2 separate regions of the Anser cygnoides genome follow, and region 1 is linked to region 2. Evidence: chromatin contacts called from public Hi-C data. All regions are on one chromosome and are shown on one strand. Each heading gives the region's core, a stretch centred on a gene start, on an enhancer-like site or on the middle of the called end of the contact. The rest is flanking DNA. Distances are from core to core; before and after follow the strand shown. Region 1 holds the start of FOXA2 (forkhead box A2). Region 2 holds the start of MERTK (MER proto-oncogene, tyrosine kinase).

The links. A called contact is a pair of places that touch in the nucleus more often than the background predicts.
Region 1: a contact with region 2 is called in a Hi-C map of liver, with 3 times the contacts expected there. The contact joins the promoter of FOXA2 here to the promoter of MERTK in region 2. A contact is called at or near these places in 2 of 7 Hi-C or Micro-C datasets (both in liver).

What each region holds. Positions count from the first base shown.
Region 1 is chr3:10,398,454-10,404,851 of Taihu_goose_T2T_genome, forward strand. FOXA2 (forkhead box A2) reads left to right here and starts at 3,429. Exons shown (of 3, transcript XM_066993446.1): 1 at 3,429-3,990; 2 at 4,685-4,754; 3 at 5,304-6,398. The coding sequence starts at 4,686.
Region 2 is chr3:10,183,213-10,190,126 of Taihu_goose_T2T_genome, forward strand. It overlaps MERTK (MER proto-oncogene, tyrosine kinase), which reads left to right and starts at 3,515. Exons shown (of 19, transcript XM_048078995.2): 1 at 3,515-3,800. The coding sequence starts at 3,740. LOC125184668 (a long non-coding RNA gene) reads left to right here. Exons shown (of 2, transcript XR_007169012.2): 2 at 1-1,662.

The DNA.
Region 1 (6,398 bases), core at 2,179-4,678, 220 kb after region 2:
AAAGGCTTCATGTGGGGAGCAGGTGGGCTTGGCTTGGCTGATTTTAATTCTGATGGTGCCCTGCTGGGAGCACAGAGACCCTCCCACAGGAGCTGCATGGAAAAGCTCTTCCCGAAGTTTTTTCCCTCTGCTTTCAGGGCCGTGTCAGGACCATGGGGAATTTGGGAGAAGGCACATGGCCAGCACTCTGTGGTGCCTGTACAGCCTGGCGTCAGGGGATGTCTTTCCAGGATCACAGACTTTGGGTGTCTATCCTTGGGCTCTTGATAAGGTATTACAATCACTAAATTTTTGCATACTCCTGACTCGTCCTTTGTTGGACTTGTTAAAGCCTTGGAAAATATTTTCATGAATTAAGAAGCCCCATTAAATCTTGAATCTAATTAGGAGAGACTTGGCGGTGGAGTTCTTCAAATAGTTAAGTCAATATTGCACAGTGTAATTGTAGTAATTCCCCGGCGGTGCTGCAGCTGACGGCCTGTGTTATTGTGTAGGTAACTCCGCGGAGAGGGGAAAATCTCCCCCACCGCAGAATGTCACTTATTTAAATGGTTCCCATCTGAGTCCTTGAGTGATCAAAGAATATTGGTTCCTGGCAGGCCCAGCAGAAATTACATCGCATCCCAGGGACCCTGCAAGCATCCCCAGCAGCGGCATCCCGACACGCGGCACTGAAACAATGCTGACCTTGTGAGTGGGCTGCCTGCGCTCTGCCTGCTTTCCAGCCTTGCCGCAGCAGTGCCCAGAGGGCTTTGGCAAGGGGGCTCAGCCTCTCCCTAACGTGTTTCCCCCCTGCGGAAACGTGGATGACAACAAGGAGAAGTTGTCTGGTCTGCCTGGTGGGGTAAGAGCTGCCCGGGGTGCTCCCAGCCCAGCAGAGCCCCCTTGGCCTTAAAAAGGGCAACTCCCAGGGATCCCATTGGGAAAAATTGGGAATAAACCAGCGAGGGTGGGAGCTACAGACCCCACTCCTCGGCCGCAGCTCTCCTGTCCCCTTCCCTCCGACCCACTGCCTCCCGCAGCTCCCTTGCGCACCTCAGCGCATCCACCCGCCTCGTCACGGGAAGGCCTCGTTAAATCCTGGTGATAATTGTGGCCGCCTGCTCAGCTTTTGTCTCCGCCGTGATCTGCCGAATGCTCTTCTTCTTCTTCTTGTTATTAAAATGCCTCTCTTCTGTAGGGCAGCGACAGTTTCTGTCTCGCAGGAGAGCCAGTTCCTCAATTAACGAGAAAAAAAGCCACCGCATTTATTGTGAAACAGCGGTGCAATTGGGAGAGTTCATTATATTGGATTAATTATGATAATTATCAGTAGAAGGGAGATAATTACCCTGTTTGTTGTCAAGAATAAGGTAAGGGGGTTTATTTTTTTTATTTTTTATTTTTATTATTTTCCGTCACACAGATCAGACTGGCAATGCGGTGCTGCCGGCAAAATGCCTTCACCCAGCGCCTGTGTGGCTGTGCCAGGAGAAGAAGCGGGGACGTGCTCAGCGCCACTGGCCTCGCCGCGACCAGCGCGTGATGGAGGTGGCTGAGACTGCGGCAGCTGCTGGCCAGGCTTGGCTCTGGCCGCTGGCCTCCTGCCTCCAGAAAGGGAGCAATGGCTCCTCCAGCCATGGCTTCTAATGCAAATAAAAATGTAATTTAAAAATTAAATTTAAAATAAATATTACTCAAATATTAAAGAGAAGAAGTCATTTTTTAAATGGTCGATATGTTTCTCGGGAACCCAAGCAGACATGTTTAAATAAGACACTGCTGAATTTTTTCAATTTTTATCATCTTAGGTATTTTTAAAAATGTCTCTTATAAGGGAATAATATATACCTTACTGCCTCTTTTCCTACTCTGTTAAGAGAGATTAATTTTAATGGGCAGCCCCAGGGCAGTGGCATGGGAGGCTGCCCTTGTGAAAGGAGGGAAAGGGAGACGGAGGCTGCAGGGCCCCGCAGGGCCACTGCTGGTGTCAGCCTCCCCCTGCTGCCTTGGGGCTGTCCCACACGGCCCCGATGGCCGTGGAAGGTCCATCTCGCGGGTGACCAGAGGTAGAAACCCTCCTCCTCCGTGGCAGCAGCATTCCAAGTCCTGCCGACCAGAAGGGGAAGCTGCCCCTTGTAACGAGCAGCAGCGAGAGCCCTGGCTGTGCATCCTGCCACCCTCGGTGCCGAGGTGCCAGACTCGCTCGCAGAGTGCTAACATCTGTGCTGCTGTGTGGGGTTGAGGCCCAGTGGGGGCTGCATTTGTTGGCACGGGGACACCCTCCTTACAGCCGCGCTCCTCCTCCCATGGCGTTCACTGCGGAAAACACATCCATGCGTCCTGTGCTTGGTGGCCAGGAGGAAAAAGTGGTGCCAAGGTTGAGCACAGAATGCCCCTACCACCCCAAGTTAGCGGCGAGGGAAGAGCTCAGCACACAGGGTCTCAGGAGCAATGCAGTCGGCCGTGGCCAGTACCCACTTGGCCAAATTTCCTGATTTCTCCTGTGACCCCAGAGGAACAAAAAGCTCTGTGGCATCATCTGGGCGTTTCAAACAAGACCCAGGAGATACACAGCTGCTTTTGGGCCCCGCTGGCCCCATGTCGAGGGGGCTGGGGCACAGCACGGAGCCGGCCCGCAGGCTGCAGGCAGGAAGATGCCACCCCGAGGTCGCGCCGGGACCCCAGGCCCCTCGCAGCCGCTGCCGTCGGGGGGACCCCCGGGGGCGGGCGGGGTGTCCCCCCACCCCCGGCCCTCCGGAATCGGGGACAGCAGGCGACAGGGGGCGCCCCGCCACCGCTTTTAGCCCGCGGGACAGCGGAACGGGCCCTTCCCGGCGGGGGGGGGCCAGCCGCTCGCCCCCCTTTTGGGGGCAAAGCCCCCTTTTCCTGGCGCGTCCCCGCATGTGCCCGCCCTGGGGGCAGCCCCATCGGGTCGCACCCTTCGTTTTCAGCCGCCCCCCAGATCCCCGACCACGGGCAGGCGGCGGGAGGAGGCGGGCTGCCCCTATCGCCGCGGCTATCGCGGTAGGAAGGTGCCCTCCCGGGGCCGTTTTCGTTTGGAGCTGGCTCCGGAGGGTGCCGGGGCACAGGGAAAAGTTCCCCGGGCCCCTCTTTAGGCTCCCCCGGTGCCTGTTGGGTCTGTGTTAATGTTTAAAAACTAGCGCCGGCTTCCGCCGGTCGATGCTTGGTTTTAATCCAGGGAGCAAAACTAAACAAATAAATAAAGCGAAAGGTCGGCGCTGCCCGCTTTGCTTTGCAGGCAGGTAGGTACGGCTGGGGGACGTGAGAGCGAGCCCACTGCGGGCCCACATCCCCGGGGGCAGGAAGGAGGCGGCGGCAGCCCCCTGCCCTCGGGGCGGGCAGAGCCGCGCTCGGCGGGGCAGCCGCAGGATGCTGCCGGGGGAGGCAGCGCCCCACGGATGGGAGGCGTTTGGCCAGCAGACGGTGGAGGGGAGCGCTCCGCTTCCTCTGGCTGGGAGGGAGGGCAGGAGAGAAGGAGGGAGGGAGGGCAGGACGGAGGGAGGGAGCCGCTCCGCCGCTCCCCGACGGCCGCATTCAGGCAGCCTCCGCCGGCGGGAGCGAGCGCTCCCCGCAGCGCGGCGATGGCGGGGCCGAGGGGCTTCCGAGGGGCCTGATTCCGCCCGTGCGTCCGGGGGTCCGTCCGTCCGTCCGGGCAGCGAGGCGCTTCGGCGCCGCCCCGACGGCGCCCACCGGGACCCCGCAACCGGCGCCGCGGGGAGGGCAGCGAGGTCCCCGGGCCCCCCGACGGCTCCGATCCCGCTCCGCCGCCCGCCGCGCCCCCTCGGCTGCCCTCGCTGTTTGTTTTAGTTACGAAATAGCTGCAGGAACTCGGGCAGAGCCGCGGGAGGGGCCGCGCGGCCGAGCCGGAGCCGGAGCCGGAGCCGAGCGGCGGCTCCCGGAGCCCGGACCGATGGGGCAGCGCCGGGGTGCGGCCGGGCGGGCGGCGGCCTGAGCCCGGGCTCCGCCGAGCAGCCGCGGGGAGAGAAGGTGCGTGCGTCCGGGTGGCGGCTGCCCCCACCGGGGGGCCGGGGAATCCGCGCCCGTCGGGGGTGCGGGGCGTGGGTGGAGCGGCGCCCGTCGGGGGCGCGGGGCGGGGGGCGTCGGGTCCCCTGGGAAAGGGGGGGGACGGCTCCCGCAGGGCCCCCCCCGGGAAAGGGAGGCGGGGGGCGCTGGGAGCGGTGCCGGGGTGCCGCCGGGGTGCGGAAGGTGCGCGGGGGGCCGCGGAGGAGCCGCTCCCGCCTAGGTGTGAGCTGATTATTCAAATGGGCAGCCGAGGACCTGGGGATTGGAGGCTCGCCCGGCCGCTCCGTGCTATATCACTCGAGCACCCACGTCACTGCAGCACTTGTCCTCCTCTTCCTCCTCCTCCTCTTCTTCCTCCCTCCTCCCTCCTCCTCCTCCTCCGGCTCCTCCGTCGCCTCCGGGCGACTCTTCGCCACGAAGCGCTGCGAAAACCCACCCGAGGAGCAGCCGCGAAAATACCCCCGGCCCCAGCGCCACTCCGTGCCCCCTCCCTTCCTCCCTCCCTTCTCTTCCTCCTCCTCCGGAGGCTCCGACGGAGGGAGCGCGGCAGAGGGGAGGGAGGGCTGGCGACTTTTTTTTTTTTTTTTTTTTTGGGTTGCTCTCTGTCGTCGTTTGTTGTGGCTGTTAAATTTTAAACTGCCATGCACTCCACTTCCAGTATGCTGGGAGCGGTGAAAATGGAAGGCCATGAGCACACGGACTGGAGCAACTACTACGGGGAGCCCGAGGTAAGGAGGGAGCCAGGGCTCCGCCACCCCCCGGCCCGGCCCGGCCGCCCCCCGCCACCGGGAGCACCCCAATTTTGTCACTAAATGTCGAGCGGGGGGGGGGGGGGGGGGGGGGGCAGCGGGGCCGGCCCCCCCCCCGGGGCCAAGCGGGGCGCGAGGCTGCCCGGGTGGCATTTTGCGATTTTTCCTCCTCCCCCCCTCTACCCCCCCAGGTATTTTTCTCACTTTGTGCAAGGATGTCCTTTCCCCTCCCTCCAGCTCCCCAGCATGGACCCGGTGGGCTCGCTGTGGCCCCGTCTTTTTTAGTATCTGTATTTTTGATTTTCATTTCAACAGCCCCCTCTCACGCCCACCCTCCCAAGATTTAACCCTTTCCAGCCTGCTCCAGGGCTGCAGAGGCTCCCTGGCAGGCGGCGACTCGGGCTGGGGTGGGGGTGCCCCCGCACTGCTCCCCATTTGGGGGGCTGCCCTTGTCCCTGGTGGGGCTGTGCACCCGCCCCCTCCCGTCCCCCCCCAAACCTCCCTCCTCTCTCTCGCTTGCCCCCACAGAGCTACTCCTCGGTGAGCAACATGAACGCGGGGCTGGGCATGAACAGCATGAACACGTACATGACCATGTCGGCCATGAGCACCACAGCCAACATGACGGCTGCCACCTCCATGAACATGTCCTATGCCAACACAGGCATGAGCCCCTCGCTCACCGGCATGTCCCCGGGCACGGGGACCATGCCCGGCATGGGCTCGGCTGGCGTGGCAGGGATGGGCGCCCACCTGAGCCCCAGCATGAGTCCAATGGGGGGCCAAGCAGGCTCCATGAACGCCCTGGCCCCCTACACCAACATGAACTCCATGAGCCCCATCTACGGGCAGTCCAATCTCAACCGCTCGCGGGACCCCAAGACCTACCGGCGGAGCTACACACACGCCAAACCGCCCTACTCCTACATCTCCCTCATCACCATGGCCATCCAGCAATCACCCAACAAGATGCTGACGCTGAGCGAGATCTACCAGTGGATCATGGACCTCTTCCCCTTCTACCGCCAGAACCAGCAGCGCTGGCAGAACAGTATCCGCCACTCACTCTCCTTCAATGACTGCTTCCTCAAGGTGCCCCGCTCCCCAGACAAGCCGGGCAAAGGCTCCTTCTGGACTCTGCATCCCGACTCGGGCAACATGTTTGAGAACGGCTGCTACCTGCGCCGCCAGAAGCGCTTCAAGTGCGAGAAGCAGCTGGCCGCCAAGGACAGTGGCGGGGCGGGCGGCGGGGCAGGTGGCGGGGGCAAGAAGGGGCCCGGGCAGCCGCCGAGCCAGCCCCTGGGGGAAGGCAGCTCCTCAGGTGGCTCCGAGGGCTCAGCCGGCGCTGAGTCCCCGGCCAGTGCCTCACCGTGCCAGGACCACAAGCGCGCCCTGGCTGACCTGAAGGGCACGGCGGGGCTGAGTCCTGGGGAGCCGGCGGCATCGCCGGCACAACACCTCCTGGCCCCCCCGCACGCCGGCCTGCCCCACGACGCCCACCTCAAGCCTGAGCACCACTACGCCTTCAACCACCCCTTCTCCATCAACAACCTGATGTCCTCCTCTGAGCAGCAGCACCACCACCCGCACCACCACCACCACCACCACCACAAAATGGACCTC
Region 2 (6,914 bases), core at 2,265-4,764:
AAAAGGTATTTTAGTAGCACCACAAAAGGCTCACTTTTCTCTACAAATTGTTTGAGGGCTGTATCCGATGGCTGGGATGTAACATTTAACTCAAACGGGACATCTGCCTTGATCTGAAAACAGAGTTTGATATTTAAAAAATCAGGAGAGCTTGCAAATAAGAAGAAAAATGTGCATGAAGAGAAAGCAAAAATATAGGAAACAAGATTGTACAGAAATAGCAATGGGGGGGGGGGAAATCTCAGCAGATAACATTCTGCAGCCCAATTCCTGAGTGTCATTTCTGCTAAACAAGCTAATTTCCTATATATTACATTGACTCCCAAGTCTTCAAATAGTCTTGCAAAGAAACAATGTCACTGCTCTGGAAAAAAAAAAAAGAAGCTGAAGGATCAAGTTCAGGCTCTAGTGTGGTAACACAACTTTCTACAACTTTCTGAGGGTACTGAAAGTGCTCTCTGAGATGCTGTGAAGAGAAAGCTGAGAATACCTGCAGAGCTGCTGATGCTATCAGAAGGGGATTATAACTTCTTGTAAAGGTGGGAGAAGCCTGTGACGATAAATATAGGTATCTCTGTGCTCACCAACAGTACTCTGCATGCACGTGTGTGCATACACAGGAAAATGTGGGCTCAGAGTGCCCTGGCCCCTGCTCAGTGGCAGGGCCTGAATGATGGGTAGGTAGGACTGGACTACCTTTGTGTTGGAAGCCCATGGCTGAAAGCATGACTCAGGAGCTGCTGATACCTGTGTGGTGCTCCAGGCACTCTGCCCTCCTCCTTCAGGCTGGGGAGAGCTGGGTGCTCCCTCCAGCGTGGCCTGTGTTGAGCTACAGAGCTGCAAGCACAACAGGTTTGGCTGGTTCAGGATCCTGGCACTCAGGCAGACAAGACAGGCAGCCTTTGTTTCCCTCTCCTAAGATCTGTCTTTCATCAATTAAAGATTCTTCCATCATTTCAGTCCTCTTGATTGCAGTTGATTTTTGGGAGGTATTCAGGGTCAAATCCTGGTTGATGCCCAGGCAGCAGGAGATGCTGTTTGGGGAGAGCTTGTGAGTCTGGCCAAACGTGTTCTTTGGGACTGAAAACACAGCCTGTTTGCATGCAGACCCCTGAAAAAAGATGAATTTGCCATTGAAATACAGCCAAGGAAATGAAAACCTTGCTGACACCTAGCACTCAGTGAGTAAATGCACAAATTTATTTGCATGTAGAGCTAGATGGGGATATCAGGACCTGAAAGCCAAGCTCCTCTTGGGAAGAAGTTATCTTGCCACGTTTCCTGTGGCAGAGGCTGAAGACTAGTACTGTGGAAGAGACTGAGCATGGCAATACATTGGGCAAGGTAGAAGCTTCGTGTCACTGACTTGAGAGTAGCCAAAGAGGCCAGACTGCTTCTCCTGAGAAGCACTGCTCATGCTAGCTGCTTACAGACCTTTTCTATCATGACCAGGGTGTGAAAGTTCCTCCTCTGGCTTCTCCTCTCCCTGATTTTTCCTGCCTCTCCACACACCAGCCTCTTCTTCATGTCATGCTGTTCCCGAATGAACTGTAACAAACCCTACTGAGCTGGAGACTAATTTACACCAGCACTGAGCAGAAACCAAGCTACTGTAATGAAATGACCCAAATTAGGGGATTTTAAAGAGCTGATCAAATCCTCTTTATGTGTCTGTGTTTTTGTTTTTTTTTTCTCTTCTCTTTTGTAGAAATCGTTCCTACTTCCTCCCCCTGGTTAGTATTATATACTGCCATCTCAGTGCAAGGGGTCCTTTTCACTCTGCAGCCCACAAAGGCCGGAGGCCCTTCCAGGGCTTTGTTTCCAAAAATCGCAGAGCCAGCAGCAATGGGGAACGGAGTCAGAGGAAAGTGCACACGTGCGGCAAAGGCTGACCCAAATGACAGGCTCGAACTGTGCCTCCACGCTCCCTCGTCTCCTCTAAGTCCTTGAGCAATGCTGGGTGCCTGGTAAACGCACTCAAAATCTGGGGAAAAGCAGCACTGCTGGAGCTGCACAGAAGGCACTGCTGAAGATGCTGAGCCTTCTTGCAGCAGCTTTAGTATGTTTTTCTTCTCCCCTTTAATCTGGGCCTCCAGCGACACGTGCCCTTCTGTAGCTGCTGATCACTTCAAGATGTCAGAAGCTGGTCTGGAGTGAAAGAGGCAGTGAGGGGGAAACTCAGTCTTTGTCACTAGGGCCTGGGAATGTGCAGTGAATACGTAGCTTTGCAAGTCAAAGGAGTCTGGAAGTGATTTTTTTTTCACTGAATTTGAGACATATTTTCTTCCCAATTGGAAAAGATTTCAGACTGGATTCCATGTGTTTCTTTTTTTCTCTAACAGCCTGAGAAAAGCACTGCCCTCCCCAGCTCTCATTATGAGTTACTCACTAAGAGAAACGAGCATCTTCACCACAGAGCTGTCTTCTTGCCACGCGTCTGTTTCCATGGTGCACTGATGCTTACCTAGTGGTAACTGAAAAAAAATCACATCTCTTTTTGGAACTTTATTCTCCTGCAAGGCTTTGAGAAGACTACAGTAGGTTGCCAGAAAGAAAAGTTACACTTGTGCTGTAGTTTCAACAAATTTTATGGGCAGAGAGCAGAAGGGTTTCAGCAGTGAAATATACCGAAGTCAGGCTGGTTGCCCCTTCCCCAGGTCCCAGCCCCTTCGGGTTTGTGGTGGATGAAATACTGATGGCCTCAGTGTAGCTTGGTCTCAACCCCCTCAAGCATGGCCAGTGTGCAGGTCAGGATGGCCACATGAGGAAATTACACAGGCCAGATGAGAGATGAATTTCATGTTAGACTACCTGTGTGTCTTCTTGTCACCCTCTGCACCTGACCCATCACAACCCCCAAAGGAACAGGAGGCTCTTCTGAATACACAGAAAGAAACTCCTCATTTCCTTCCAGTGCTATCAGGAGTCATGTTCTGCTTTGCTCCTTATACTACATCACTAAATGGTTTGTGTCACACATTGGTTTCATTTTTTTTTTTTTTTTTCCCGTTTTCTCTTTTTTTTTCTTCCTTTTTTTTTTTTTTTTTTCCCTTTCATTCTCTGTCCCCTCTTGCCCTGCTGTTCTGGTTCAAGAAAATAAAGAACGGATGGCAGCCACTGCACTGCGCTCACCACCCTGTGCTCTTCCCTCGCTGCAGCCCAGGTCCGTGCCTTTTCCCCCCGTAGCGATGTCCCGGCCTGCTGGTGTGGGGCTCTGCGGGACGAGGAGCATGGGAAGAAAAGAGCTGCTCCTCAGAACATGCCTGCGCAGCCCTAATACCTTCCTGCAGACACAACCAGTCCCCAAGCATAAAGGAGTTGTCCCTCCATGGACAACGGGAGGGCAAAATCATGTCGTGAGCAGCAATGGTTGCGCTCAGCATCTTAGACCCACAGGGATCATCGAGTCCCACTCCTGGCTCCACGCAGGGCCACCCCAAAACCAACCCCTACGTCTGAAAGCCGAGGCCCGCGTCCCACTGCGGGACGCGCCGTCCCGATGCTCTCCCCGCCCCGTGCCGACGCGGGAGGCGTGCCGTGCCGTGCCGTGCCGAGCCGAGCCGTGCCGAGCGGAGCCGAGCCGAGCCGTGCCGAGCCGTGCCGAGCGGAGCCGTGCCGAGCGGAGCCGAGCCGTGCCGTGCTGTGCCGTGCCGAGCCGTGCCGAGCGGAGCCGTGCCGAGCCGTGCCGAGCCGTGCCGTGCCGGGCCGGGCGCAGCACGGTGCGGGTGGACGTGCCGGGATGGGTGGCGGGCGCCGGGCGCTGCTCTGGGCGCTGCTCTGGGCGCTGCGCTGCGGGGCCGGTGAGTCCGGGGTGCCGAGGGCAGGGGGGACCGTGCGCGGTGGAGGGGCTGCGGGGCAGCGGCTGCACCCCCCCGGCGCTGGGGATGGGGACGGGGGGCTTCGGGCGGCCCGGTGGGGGTGTCGCTGCGAGCACAGCACTGTCAGACCCTCTGCGGGGGTGCAGCGAGCACCTGGCTCTTTCTGGGGGATGCATGTGGAGAGAGAACCGGGTTTGCCCCCCGGTGTGCTGGGCCCTGGCTAGCAGTGGGTGCTGCGGTACCTCGGTGGGGCTGGGGTCTGTCCCGGTGGCTGTGGGCTGGTTGCGGGGTGATGCTGCCAAAAATCACTCTGAAGCATCGTGGTTCGTGGCACCTGCACGGTCTTTGCAGTGCTTTGCTGCTGCTCGTGCTTGGTTACTTGGAAAAAGCAGGGCAAACAACCAGAGGTAATCTGGGGGCTTAAAAGCAAAGCAGCCGTCAGCAGGGCTGCCCCACACTTTGCTGCAGCTGGAGCTGTTGGGGGTCTGTAGCCCACCCTGAGGGTTGCTGGATGGTCGTGGATCGATGTGAAGATGTGGTTCCTGGCAGGAGCAGCAGTAATGCCAGAGTGTGCTTTGGGCAGGGGAGAGTTAACAGTCTTGGCTGGAGCTGCAAGCGTCTGCAGTGCAGTGAACTCACTGCTGGTTTTGGATTTAAGCAGAAATCCTGGGCTGTATGAATGAATACAGAAGGTGTGTGAGCCCCAGAATCTCTTTGGCAGTCAGGTGTGTCCCCAGGGGAAATTCACTCCTGACAGCCTCAATGGGTGGGTTGGAGGTAGGAGACCCTGCGGGCAGACACTCTTCACCCCTCCTCGGGTCAGGCTCCCACACTGTCTGAATGTGACAATTCACTTCAACAAGTGCCTGAGCAGAAAGCTGTTGTCATCAGGTGAACTATTTCCAGTAATGGGAAATCCAGGGCTACAGATGTACAATGTTTTTTGGCAGACCTGTGGGTTTTCTAATACGTTCCGTACTGGGACCACAGAAGGGCAACTTATTGATTCACTCGTGGGGTGTGAGACTCCCTGTTTATTGTTTTCTTCTGTAATAAAGTATCTTGCATCTAATAACAGACAGACTTTCTTGTTAAAACGCCCTTCTCCTGGCTAGTAACAGAGAAGGCACGTGGGACCTGCTGGCTGGATGCTGAACATCATTATTCCCCTGACACCTGCTTGGTCATCAGGCTTGGTCATCAGGCTTGGTTATTCTGGTGCTAGGGTTTGGGCTGCGCAGTGTACTGTGGTGTTGCTGGCACTTAGTTTTGCTTCCAATCCAGGTATGTCAAGCGAGCAGCATTGTGCTTGCAAGTGGATTTTTTTCCATGCCAGCTTTTCCCTCGGGCCATGCTGTGGTAAGTGATGGAGTTGCTCCAGCATGGTGGGCACCCACGCATGCCCGCCTCCAGCTCCTGGACTCTGGCTTTTAGGGCCAGCCTGAGCAAATCGCTCTGGACACGGGTGAGAAGTGCCCTGTCAGGCAGGGCAAATCCCTTGGAGGACACTGCAAAGATATCCACACCCCAAACAGCTGGGGATGGGGGGGTGCTCAAAAGGGAGCCCTTGGTTTGATGAATTCCTGTTGCCAGCATGAGTCAAAGTGGAAAGTATTTAATTCGTGGGCCAGCAAATACCTCTTTCCACTTAATCAGTACCGAAATTGAGGCTAAGATCCCCTCTGCTTTTTGAAGTTTGTCCTTAACGTGAAGCTGTGTGGGGAGAGCTGGTGAAGGGAGCTGGTGAGCTGTGTGGGGAGAGCTGGCCAGAAACTGGCCCCAGGGAGCACAGAAAAGCCCTGAGACGCAGCGCGAATGCTGCCAGTTCAATTCGGCGCCTGCTTTCCCTTCATTCAGCAATCTGAAATTCTGCTCGCTTGGATCATGTCAGGAAGCAAATGCCTCTGGCCTGGCTAACCTCTGCCAGGAGACAGGGAGGGTTTTGTGGGTCGCTTGCTTGTTTGTTTGCTCTTGGAAAATGTTTGCGGGGCTATCTGGCCCTCGCAAAGCCAGTCACCTGGATGCTGTGAGTAAATCGCGGTAGGCTGCGTTTAGCTGCAGTCACATGGACTTTGTTTGTGTTGCGATGGTGGAGATTAGGAAGCAAGTTTGGAAAGCTTAGGGTCTTTTTTTTTTTTTTTTCCTGAAAGGGAAACCCATTGTTTTGTGTGTTAACCAGGGAGAGGCTTTCTCTTTCCCTTTACAACCAGGCAAACTTTAAAACTCTTCTCAAGTTTCTAGCTAGAAGTACTATTTCTTGAGGGTTAAAAATAGTGAGCAATTTAGCGAAGGAATATATCCAGCCCCAAAATTAGGTTGTGTTTCTTGGCTCTGAATAAAGTACACTGGGCTCATGCTCCGTTACTCACGATAGTAATGACGTATCTTTAAAAACCTGGAGTTGTCTGATGTTTCAGGACTGAGACCTGCCTCAAAACAAACTCAGCTGAACTCAGGTTAAATAAAAAGATCATACTTTCTACCTGCAATGTTGTTTTTTAAATTGTGAGGGGTTTTTTTTTGAAGAGGCAAATTAATTGATATGGAATTCCTGTCTGGCACAATGCCCTTCCTTGCTAAAAGCAGCAGTCCGCTTGGGATTTCTGAATGCCTGCAAAATCCCCAAGAAAATCAGAAGGAGTGTTGTAAAAGCACCTGCTTGTGGTATATTCTCTAGATCTTCTCTGTTGAAAATATATATTTTTGTTTTGGGGGAATTGCTTTACATGGGGCTGCTCTTGGTTGTGGCTGGTGTGGGTTGTGTGAGGAGGGAGGAGGAGAACGCAGTTCAAGGACTTTGTGTGTTAAGTGATTTGTAGGTGGGGAGGAGAAGCCCACAGAAAGATCTGGTAAATAGCCTTCTCTTGGGAAAAATGTCTGGAAGACGGTAGTCTGCAGGAGAACAACGCTAAACAGCAGCCAGCTCCTACACACCATCTGAAGGCATGTCGTTGTTGGCCTGCAGTTATTTTCCGTACCAAAGCAGCTCAGCGAGGCCAGTTCTCAGCAGTGGCATTCGTGACTGACTCACAGAAGCCTCCCTGGTCCGGGGCAGCTGTGGATGCACAGGGTGGTCGCAGCAAGATTGCCCAGAGC